Linked DNA regions of Mus musculus: regions 1 and 3 are each linked to region 2. A link is a contact called in public promoter capture Hi-C data. All regions are on one chromosome and are shown on one strand. The core of a region is the stretch at or near the end of the contact, and the rest is flanking DNA. Distances in the headings are between cores, read along the strand shown. Region 1 holds the start of Cdan1 (congenital dyserythropoietic anemia, type I (human)). Region 2 holds the start of Ciao1 (cytosolic iron-sulfur protein assembly 1). Region 3 holds the start of Zscan29 (zinc finger SCAN domains 29).

What was found. Promoter capture Hi-C pulls out the DNA fragments that hold promoters and counts their contacts.
Region 1: a promoter capture Hi-C map of liver shows a contact between it and region 2, with 4 times the contacts expected there. The contact joins the promoter of Cdan1 here to the promoter of Ciao1 in region 2. A contact is called at or near these places in 3 of 39 promoter capture datasets (cranial neural crest, liver and pre-B cells).
Region 3: a promoter capture Hi-C map of liver shows a contact between it and region 2, with 3 times the contacts expected there. The contact joins the promoter of Zscan29 here to the promoter of Ciao1 in region 2. A contact is called at or near these places in 3 of 39 promoter capture datasets (cranial neural crest, hippocampal neurons and liver).

Annotation. Positions count from the first base shown.
Region 1 is chr2:120,730,054-120,733,576 of GRCm38.p6, forward strand. It overlaps Cdan1 (congenital dyserythropoietic anemia, type I (human)), which reads right to left and starts at 1,464. Exons shown (of 28, transcript NM_026891.2): 1 at 1,359-1,464; 2 at 649-1,139; 3 at 246-452; 4 at 1-46. The coding sequence starts at 1,448. Ttbk2 (tau tubulin kinase 2) reads right to left here. Exons shown (of 16, transcript NM_001024856.2): 16 at 2,763-3,523.
Region 2 is chr2:127,246,068-127,249,226 of GRCm38.p6, forward strand. It overlaps Ciao1 (cytosolic iron-sulfur protein assembly 1), which reads right to left and starts at 1,749. Exons shown (of 7, transcript NM_025296.4): 1 at 1,415-1,749; 2 at 943-1,091; 3 at 535-646; 4 at 346-434. The coding sequence starts at 1,553. Tmem127 (transmembrane protein 127) reads left to right here and starts at 1,881. Exons shown (of 4, transcript NM_175145.4): 1 at 1,881-2,017; 2 at 2,425-2,742. The coding sequence starts at 2,499.
Region 3 is chr2:121,169,513-121,172,566 of GRCm38.p6, forward strand. Zscan29 (zinc finger SCAN domains 29) reads right to left here and starts at 1,613. Exons shown (of 5, transcript NM_001290819.1): 1 at 298-1,613. The coding sequence starts at 612. It overlaps Tubgcp4 (tubulin, gamma complex associated protein 4), which reads left to right and starts at 1,656. Exons shown (of 18, transcript NM_153387.3): 1 at 1,656-1,959. The coding sequence starts at 1,882.

The sequences.
Region 1 (3,523 bases), core at 214-2,713, 6.5 Mb before region 2:
TGGGATGGGAGAGGCTGGGGTAGGTGACTGCTGGAGTTGCTTGGTGCTATGTGAACAGGAGGAGATGTCATGATTAATCAGCCTGGCTTTACCAGCGACATTCACATTCAGGTTCTGCCAGAGAAGACATCAACAGCCCAAGAAGCAAACCCAGAATCCCGAAGGGAGAAATCAAGTTCAGGAAAAATCCCTGCAAGTCCCGCATAAGGAGGAAGTTGACATCCCAGGTGGCGGCAAAGCCATACCGCGCCTTCCTGAGCATCTCCCGCTCCTCTTGCAGACTTCTGCACCCTGGGGGAAGGCCAAGGCCCCAAGGGCTAGTGTCCAGGGTTGAGGGTTGGGAACTGGGGACACAGCTGATTGGGGGTGAGGTGAAGCAGGTCTTGGGCTTGGACAGTGACCGCTCTTCGCTCACCGGAGTTGGGTTGATCCTTCGAGAAGGCTTCGTTCTGCTGAGAGTAGTCACAGTTTTTTGTTTTTTTCCAATTTTCTATCTTCAAGCATCATTCCATCCATAACAGTTGGGCCCCTTTTAAACCCTCCCCCATTGTGGTTTCTTCACCCTCAACCTTCTAACCATCGCGCACTCTACTGTGGGGCACCAAGCTCGGCTTTAGCGAACATCTTGCAATAAGGACCGATTCTCACCCTGCAGAGCCCGGAGGAACGGTGCCTACGGGAGGGAACTCCTCCAAGTTGCTGAGGTTTGGCGGATCAGAGAGCGACAGTCTGGGGCTGCCAGGGCTGCCTGAGCCCTTAGGCTTCCGGCCTCCGGCCCAAGGCGGGCTCTCGCCACTCGCCCCCTCCTCCGCGGCCCCGGAGCCCCGACCGCCTCGTTCGCGGGACGGCCCCGGTCCCGGACCCCGCCTGCGGCCCGCACGGCGGGCCAGAGGTGCCTCGGCGGCGGCGCTGAGGGGCTCGGCTGCAGGGAAAAGCTGGCTGCGCGCCCCACGGCCACCCCGTGCCGGGGCCCCCTGCCTCGCTGGCAAGGCTGCCGAGGCGACTGGGGTCTTGGCGGGGGTTGAGGGGCCCTGCGGGAGGACCCGGCTGCTCTGCTCCCTCAGGAAGTTCAGCAGGAACGGCACGAATTCCTTCCGCAGAGGCCGAAGTGCGCTCAGAGCGGCCACCTCGGAGCTATCCTGAGGAAGAAGCAGAGGTCGCGGGGCGAGAGCGTCAGCTGACAGCGCGGGCCGTCAGCGGCTGAGGCCGCAGGGTGGGCGGCCCGGCAGCGGCGCGCAGAGGAGCGAGCGCCCTTGGCGCGGGCCGTCAGGCAGGGCAGGCTGGGAGAAGGGACTGAAGCATCATCCCCCGCGGGAAGCACATTCCAGGCAGGCTTGAGGGCGTGTCCGCACTGTTACCTCCGAACTCGGGGTGCTGCGCGCGATCCACCGCACGGCGGCTGCGACCGGCACCTCTTCGCGCAGCAGCGACTCTAAAACGGCCGCCATCCCTGTGCAGGCGCTCTGAGGCTACTGAGCAGGCGCACTCGCGCCACGGGCAGCCGGGAGGGGCGGAGCCGGCGACCGGGATCGACCGTTGGACGACGGGGCGGGTCCTTGAGGGGTGGGGCTCTGGCGGCCCGGGAAGATCTGCCCAGCCAGCCAGGCCTGCAGGGCGGCGAGGCGCCTTTCTCTGATTTCCTGGCCCCTGGAGCAATGTGATAAGATGAACTGCCTGAGGAGACCCGGGTCTGAAAGAGGGACCAGACAGGAAAAGTGACCAACTCTAAGAGACCAGCCTATGAGACCAGACACCTGTCATAAGCACAGCCTTAGACCATGACTGTAGAGCTTTTTGAGTCACTCCCTCCTCAACCAAAATAAAGTGAGTAACCTTGTGTTTTGACCTTTTTGTTTTTTCTGAGACATGATTTCTCTGTATAGCCTGGCCACTCTGTAGACCAGGCTGACTTCGACCTCATAGATTATCTTGCCTTTGCTTCCGGAGTGCTGGGATTAAAGGGGTGCGCCCGGCCTACTTAGCTCCCCACCCCTTCCCCTCTTTTACTCAAAAGGCTGACTCTTTACCATTGGCCAACTTTTTCATCAACTGACAATTGAGGACAGAGTTCATGCTGAGGCATGTTATAAAATCATCAAATGTCCATCAGACTTGTATTGAATCCCTTACGTATTGTATTAAAGAGTTTACAGCAGGGGAATATCTCAACTTCTTTTACTTGAGAGGTCAGGATTCATGATTAGCTTCTGGAAGAGTATGGCATTCCTAGACACACTCCCCCGACCCTCCTCCACACACACTGGCTGGTTAACCCTCTGGCTACACTTCCTGTCAGGTCCCTTATTTTGAAAAATATAATAGGCTTTCGGATGATACTCCTTAGTAAAAGGAAAGAAAAAAAAATCAAGATATAGGATCTATAGTTTCCTCCAAAACAAAGTAGCAGTGTATTGGCCCTGTGTTCCTCTCATTCAAAGGAAGACCACTTGGTGATAGGCAGTAGATGGAGCAGGAATCCCTCTAGCATACTGCCAAGGAGAAGAAAAGGGAGTTTTGAAAACTTAATTCTGTGCTGGATTTAGTGGATGCTTGCAATCCCAGTGCTTGGCAGGCAGAGACAGAAGAATATCAAAGTCAGCTTGAACACGCACGTCAGACCCCTGAACCCTGGTGTTCACCTAGCGTCTAAGTTAGCCAAAATGGCCTTCTCTTGGTTGTCTGTCACTTCTGTAACACTTTAGTAGTTTAGGAAATAGTTTTCACTTTTTGAAATCCAAACCATCACACAAATAGCACTAAAGTTTGCATGCGGACTGAATGTTTTATTACTAGATTATAAAAATAAAATACAAAATAATTTTAAAACAGAACTTAAAACACTGTACAAAGCTTTAATATGGTACAAATGAGAAAATTAAATAAATAATTACACTTTTATGTACAGATGGCCTATACAAAAGCACTGCATGTTTTTCAATACTCTATGCCCATGGTTGCCTGAGCAAAAACACATAAAGGGAAGATGCTTGAAGGAGAAAGGATACAATGTAACACATTGAAAAGAACTTCAAAGAGCAATTTCGCATCTCATTAAGAGGAGGACAGCAGAACATTGACTTATTTCTCTTGTTCAGTAAGAGAATTCGGGTTATGACTAAGTTTGATAACATTTGCCAGTAATAATTTATGAACTCATTATATCTAATACAAAATGAGATGTGCCTCCTTTTCTGAAAAACTTGGAATCTGTAAATAAATGATCTGATTAAATAGATGCCATTTAGGAAAGGTGTCAAAGGAGAATGAGAACTGTGCATCAGGGAACAGCAAAGTGGCTCGAGCCCAGGCCATCAGATCTGTCTACTCATCCAATCCAACAATCCAATCTCTCTTACCTAAGATTTTGTTTCTGCCTTTCCCCTCCCCCCTATTTTGAGACAGGGTCTCATAGAGCCTAAGTTAGCTTCGAACTCATTATTCAGCTCATTATGTATGACCTTCAACTCCTGTTCCTGCCCTTACCTCTTCAATGTTGAGATTATAGGCATATACCACCAAAATC
Region 2 (3,159 bases), core at 499-2,998:
CCCTCTCCTAGCAGCCTGGATCAAGATGCAGAACTCTCAGCTCCCTCTCCAGCACCATGTCTGCCTGCATGCTGTCATGCTTCCTGCTACGATGAAAGTGGACTAAACCTCTGAATCTGTAAGCCAGACTCAGTTATATGTTTCCCTTTATAAGAGTTGTCTTGGTCATGGTGTCTCTTCACAGCAATCAAACCCAAACTAAGATACAATGGTTCCCATATCAAACCCTGTCAGAGCAGGACAGTCCCAGCGATCCCTCTAAGAACAAGAGTGGTTCTGAAGAGTGGAGGCAGGCTGGGCACAAACCTCCACAGCAGGTTCTTTCCCACCCTGTCTCACTCTTACCTCCTGGCTCGGGTGCCAAACCACGTGCTTAACGTCCTGCGTATGAGAGCTGAGGACACTGACACACTCATACTCATCCTCTTCATCAACTGTGGGAGGAACAAATTAGACCCAGAGGTGACCAGTCAGGGACAAAGCTGAAAGCCAGCGAGCTGGTTTCCTGCTGTACCCAGAGGCACCTAGACTCACCTTCCCAGACCCACACGCTCTTATCTCTGCTGCAGGTAGCCAAGAGGTTGCCAGATGGGGCCCAAGCCACTGACTTGACCTCATTTTCATGGCCCTCAAGAGTGGTCACACACTGGAAAGGGAAAGGATATTGAGTTAATGGCAGCTAAGAGTCCTAAGCCCTAGTAAAATATCTAAGAGAGCAGTTTTGTTGTTGTTTGAGAAAGGGTTTCATTCTATAGCAGGATGACCTTGGTGGACTTACAGCAATCATCCTGCTTCAGTGTCCCAAATGCTGGCATTACAGTCATGAACTACCATACTCAGCTACTATTTCTATAGTGTAGAAATTAAGTTAAGGCTGTAACTAATATGACCAAGCCCTGGGGTGCAAACAGGTAATAAACTGCTCCCATCCAACCTGTTTACCTCAAAGTCATCCTGGTTCTTCTTCCAAATACAAGTGGTGGCATCAAAGCTGGCAGATGCCAGGTAATTTCCACACGGGGACCAGGCCACTTTCCTAACGGTGCGCTGATGGCCTTCAGAAAGGACAGACTTGCAAATCCAGCTGTCACCTGCAAGCAGAGAACAGGCTAGGCTTTGGAGCGCCATCGATGCCATTCACTAAGTAGTACTTTAAGTGGGACCCTGTTGCTGGGACAAAGTCAGTCACCATTATTACTACGATGCAACCGATCAAGATTCTGAAACTGTTAAACTGCTCTTCAGGCGACTTTCCTCATTTTTCTACCTCAGCAAATATCCCAGTTCCCGCAGCAAATATCCCAGTTCCCGCAACAATTCCAGCCTCTGTTGACGCTGGCACACTCCTTCCCCGACACTTTTCAGAGTAGTGTTTTCCTCGGCACCAGGGCCACAAAGCCAAGCCAGGCCTTACCCTCGGTGCCCCAGATGCGAATTTTACGGTCGCCTCCGCAGGAAGCCAACAGGGTCCCCGAGGGGTTCCAGGCCAGGAACCAGCAGCGGGAATCCGGGTGCGCCGGGACGCGGCTCTGCAGTACCAGAGAATCTTTCATGGCGACTGTTTTAGGGTAAGGAGAGCACACCGAGAGAAGCAACGCGCCAAACGCGCTGGGCACTATAGAACCTTGAGACCGTCAGATGTACAGCTTCTGCAAAATATGTCGCCCTAGGAATTGACGTGCCCGCTGTTGACGCCGCGTGACCTTCTGGGACTTGTAGTCACTCCCCTCATCCTCCGTAACTGGAAGCCTCGCGGGACAGTCCGGAACTACCAGTACCCTGATGCCCTGCGCAAGAACAAGCGGCGCGCGCACACAGTGACGCGCACGGAGGGCAGGGCGGAGGGCCGGAGAAGAAGGAGGCGGGGGTGGGGTGGGGTTGGAGGAAGCCGGAAGTGCATCGGCCAGGGTCCGTCTGGGCGTTGCGGGTTTGGGGCCTGGGATCGTTTGGCCCGGGCAGCTAAGAAGCCTGTGACCGGGCGGAGCGGCGCCATCCCAGCCCTGAGGCCTGCTGACCGGTGAGGAGCAGGGACTAGAGTAGGGAGGGTTACTGAGGCTTAGGTCGCACCCCAAAGTGCGGATTCCCGATCTCGGCGGCCCAGCTGCATCCTCCGCCCCTCAGCACCCCTCTGTCTGATAACCCTGGTCCAAGTCTCCTCCGGTCCCCTTGCCAGTAGCCGATCCCCTCCCCCGGCCCCCCAGTACCTCCGCCCGTTCATCCTGGCATGTCTACAGCCAATGTAGTCCCCTGCCATCTCCGAGCCCTGATCCAGCACCCCTCATCCAGAGCCCTCGGTCCCCGCCCCCCGAATTCCCGCAGTCCTTTGGTCTGTGCTCAGCCCTGGGTCCCACCCCGCAGTCTCTGGTGCGGGCCCTGACAGCTCCGGGCCAGCCGCCCATTGCGTTGCTCTCCACCTGGGTACAGACAGGCTCTGCGCGCCCCGCTGAGGTCGGCGGCCACCACCAACGACCGCAGAGCTACAGCGGGCAGCCCCGGGCATGTATGCCCCTGGAGGTGCCGGGCTGCCGGGAGGGCGCCGGCGGAGAAGCCCGGGAAGCAGCGCTCTTCCCAAGCAGCCGGAGCGGAGCCTGGCCTCGGCCCTGCCTGGCGCCCTGTCCATCACAGCGCTGTGCACTGCCCTCGCGGAGCCCGCTTGGTTGCACATCCATGGAGGCACCTGTTCCCGCCAGGAGCTGGGGGTCTCGGACGTGCTGGGCTATGTAAACCCGGATCTGCTAAAAGGTGAGAGCGCTGAGCTCCTGCTCTCTTGGCTTGAGGGGCGGTGCAGAACAGATATGAGGCTGGCTGAAGTATAGATAGCCAGAGGCAGTCATTTGTCAAAGGAAACAGCCCCATTCTTGCTTGGTGTTCATGCCCACCAGGTGGCTCTGTTTGGGGGTCTAGCCTCTCATTAATTTTGATGTTATTCAGCCAAGCACCTACTCCTCACCGTCATGCTAATCCAAACTGCTGCTATTTTAGGTTTCTGCCAGAGGTAGGTAGAAGAAAAAAGGGTGTTTGTCAGGTATTACAATTAGCCTCCCCTTTCTAACGGACATGTGAGATGCAGAATAGTCGTTTGGGGCAGCTCGATCGATGGAGAAATCAGAACTGTTAATGTGACCAATTGTAAAAGACATTTTAGTATTCTATGATAAT
Region 3 (3,054 bases), core at 363-2,862, 6.1 Mb before region 2:
GTGTTTATTCCGTTATCATCAGCTTAGAGTGGTTGAAACTGCAGAAAGATCAAACAGAAACCCAAATAGCAGCTGGAAAAGAAACTTCCCCCATTTTTTCTCTTAAGAAACTGAAGTGAAAGACTTACTGTAACAGAGTAGGCATCTCCAAGCAAGCCCTACCTGAAAAAGTAACCCTTCCAGATCAGAAGTATCAAAATCACCAAACCTCTTTACATCCGACTGATCTTAAACTGCCCCTCCATCCTTGTCTCTCCCCAGCCACACACTTCTGACTGTATTCCCCCTCCTCCTCACCGAATGTCCAGGTCTTCCAGACTCTCTTTCTAAATCTTCCACCAGTGTCACCGCCTCCTCTCCATTTTCTGGACATTGCTTCTGTACCCAGTTCTGGATCTCCACAGGTAGCACAGTCAGGAATTGCTCTAGCACCAACAATTCTACAATCTGCTCCTTGGTCCGCACCTCCGGCCTTAGCCACCGACAGCAAAGTTCCCATAGTTGGCTGAAAGCCTCCCGGGGCCCAGCCACCTCCTGGTAATGGAATCTTCTGAAGCGCTGTCGTAAGCTTTCAGAGCTTGTGCCATTTCCTCTCCGAGTGGGTTTGGCCATCTTTCACAGCAGAAAGCCGTTTCTCTCCTCACTGTCTGGGTTCTAGGACTTATTACACTATCTTTGCATGCCCTTGGAGAAACACCTGCAGATGAGTCTCTCTGTAAAAAGGAGTTTTATCCTAGAGTAGAGAGAAATGGCGCTATCTGAGGAGAGTATCTTTACATGTTTAAAACCTTGTCAGAGCCGGCCTGACTTTCAATATGCTCGAAGTGGCCTTCTGAGGCAGTACCTTTTCAGGACAGCAAATCAATAGGCAAGGTGAAAATGACCTTTTAAAAACTGCATTTCTAGGTGACGTTTAGAGTATCCCCAGGAAGTTGCAGAGAAAAGAAAAATCTGTCCGCTTCGCTCCCACCTCAGGTAAATCATTAGCGCCCCAGATCAAATCGGTCAAAACGTTTGGCGAACGACAACAAAAAGCCTCTGTCCAGCGAGCGCCGGCTATTCTCCCCTAGAACCACCGCCGTCCTTCCAGAAGCTCCTGGTGTCTGCCCCGCCCCTTGAACACCAAACTACAAATTTCCACCCCGAACCAAAGTCAAGTGCCGAACACTGGGTCTCTTGCTCGCGCCTCCCGAACGAAGTAAGAACTCGGCAAGAGTTCCGGGGCGACAGATGGGGAAGGTCGCGCACCGGGGGAGCCGACTTGGGCTTCTAAATTGAGGTGGACTAGGGGAGAGTTACAGGAGTTGGTGAAGCGAGGAAGCTCGAGGGGCGGCAGTGGTGGGTCTCCTGAGAACGAGGCCGATGCGGGCCGGTGCTGCGAGTCCGTGGGCTTCGAGCACAGCTCCACAGCGGCGGCTGCCAAGTTCCAGCTTTGTTTTCTTCCCTCCGGCCGGGTCACTCTGGGAGACGTCGGCAGTCGGTCAAAATGCCACAGACCCTGCCAAGGCGTCCTGAGGACTCCCGCCGGCCCACCCCAGGCCGCGTCTCTCTCAACCAGCTTCTCAACTCACTCTCATCCCTTCCCCTCCTGGGCTAGCCTCAGTCCCGCTCTCAAGCCGGAAGTCCGAGCGGGCTTCTCCTGGAGCCCAGGACGCATGCGCGACGGCACCGGCGCCTCCTCGCGGCTCCGCGGCGGGAGCGAGGCGGTGGGCGCCTGGGCCGCGCGCACTTCCGGGATGCGGCGCGCGGCTCTGTGGCATCTCCTCTCCCGGTGGACTGCGGGGATTCAGGGCAAGAGATTCCGCTGGGTGTGAGGGGTCGCCCGGAGAGGCGCTGAAAAGAGGAGGTGGTAGATCTAGGGACTCCCGAGCCGCCCTAGAAATGATTCACGAACTGCTCTTGGCCCTGAGTGGGTACCCAGGGTCCATTTTCACCTGGAACAAGCGGAGTGGCCTGCAGGTATGCAGGGGGTCAGAGACGAGTCGCTTGCCGCGCGGCGGGTGCAGCTGAGCCGCAGCGAAGGGGCGGGACCCGGGGAACTCCAACCGACCGGCGCCCGCGAGCGGGGAGAAACCGAGGGCCAACCCTACGGAGCTCCGGCTATGGGGGCCCTGCGGTCCCGCGACTCCTGCTAGAGAACCACTAGGAGTGGATAGAACCACACTTCTTTTCACTGCATATGAATTTGTTGTTAAACTGAATCCCTAAATGTGTAGCTGGAATTAGATGATAGTTATTTGAGGGAAAAGGGGGAGGGATAGGGAACTCTTGCATTGATTCAAATTGAATTTTGAAAGTAGTGGAAATGTATACAAAGCGCTCAAGACACAATACTCAGTAAATTGTGTTGGATGAAAAAAATGAATTTGTAAACATATGGTGTTTCCCTCCTTTCTTCGAAAATTTCTGTACCAGGTGAAGAACTTGAGAGGGGGTTTTTCCTGTAATTAGAAGAGTATAACAGGAATGTACCCGTTAGTTGTTTTCTCTTCCTCTCCCCCTCTGTTCCTTTATCTCCCCCAACCCCCGTGAGAAGCCCAGATATAGCGTGATACTCAATATTTTGCCGAAACTAAATTGGCAACACTGAGTTTAATAGCCAGGCGTAGTGTTTGTGCCTGTAATCCCAGCCTTTGGGAAGTTGAAGCAGGATTATTGGTGTGATTCAAGTCCAGCCTGGGCTTCACTGTGGAACCTTCTCTCAAAAAAGAAAGCAAGAAAAGAAGGGAACAGAGGGCAGAGAAAGGCAAAGAAAAGAATGACAACTACAAATGTGTCTAAGTGTGTTGTGTAAAATGGTATCAGTGACTTCAAGGTGGAGTTGACTTTTTCACAGTAATTAAGCCTAAACTAGAATTTTTTTTTTTAAAACTAGAGTATGTGTCTATGTTGTATGAGTGTGGGCATATATGTCACAGAGTGTATGAAGAGGTCAACTTTATGGAGTCACTTCTCTCTTCCCACATTTGTGTAGGTTTCAGGGATTTAACTCAGGTCTTCAGGTTTGTGTAGCAAATGCCTGACTCTCTGAGCCATTTCACTGATCTTAAACCT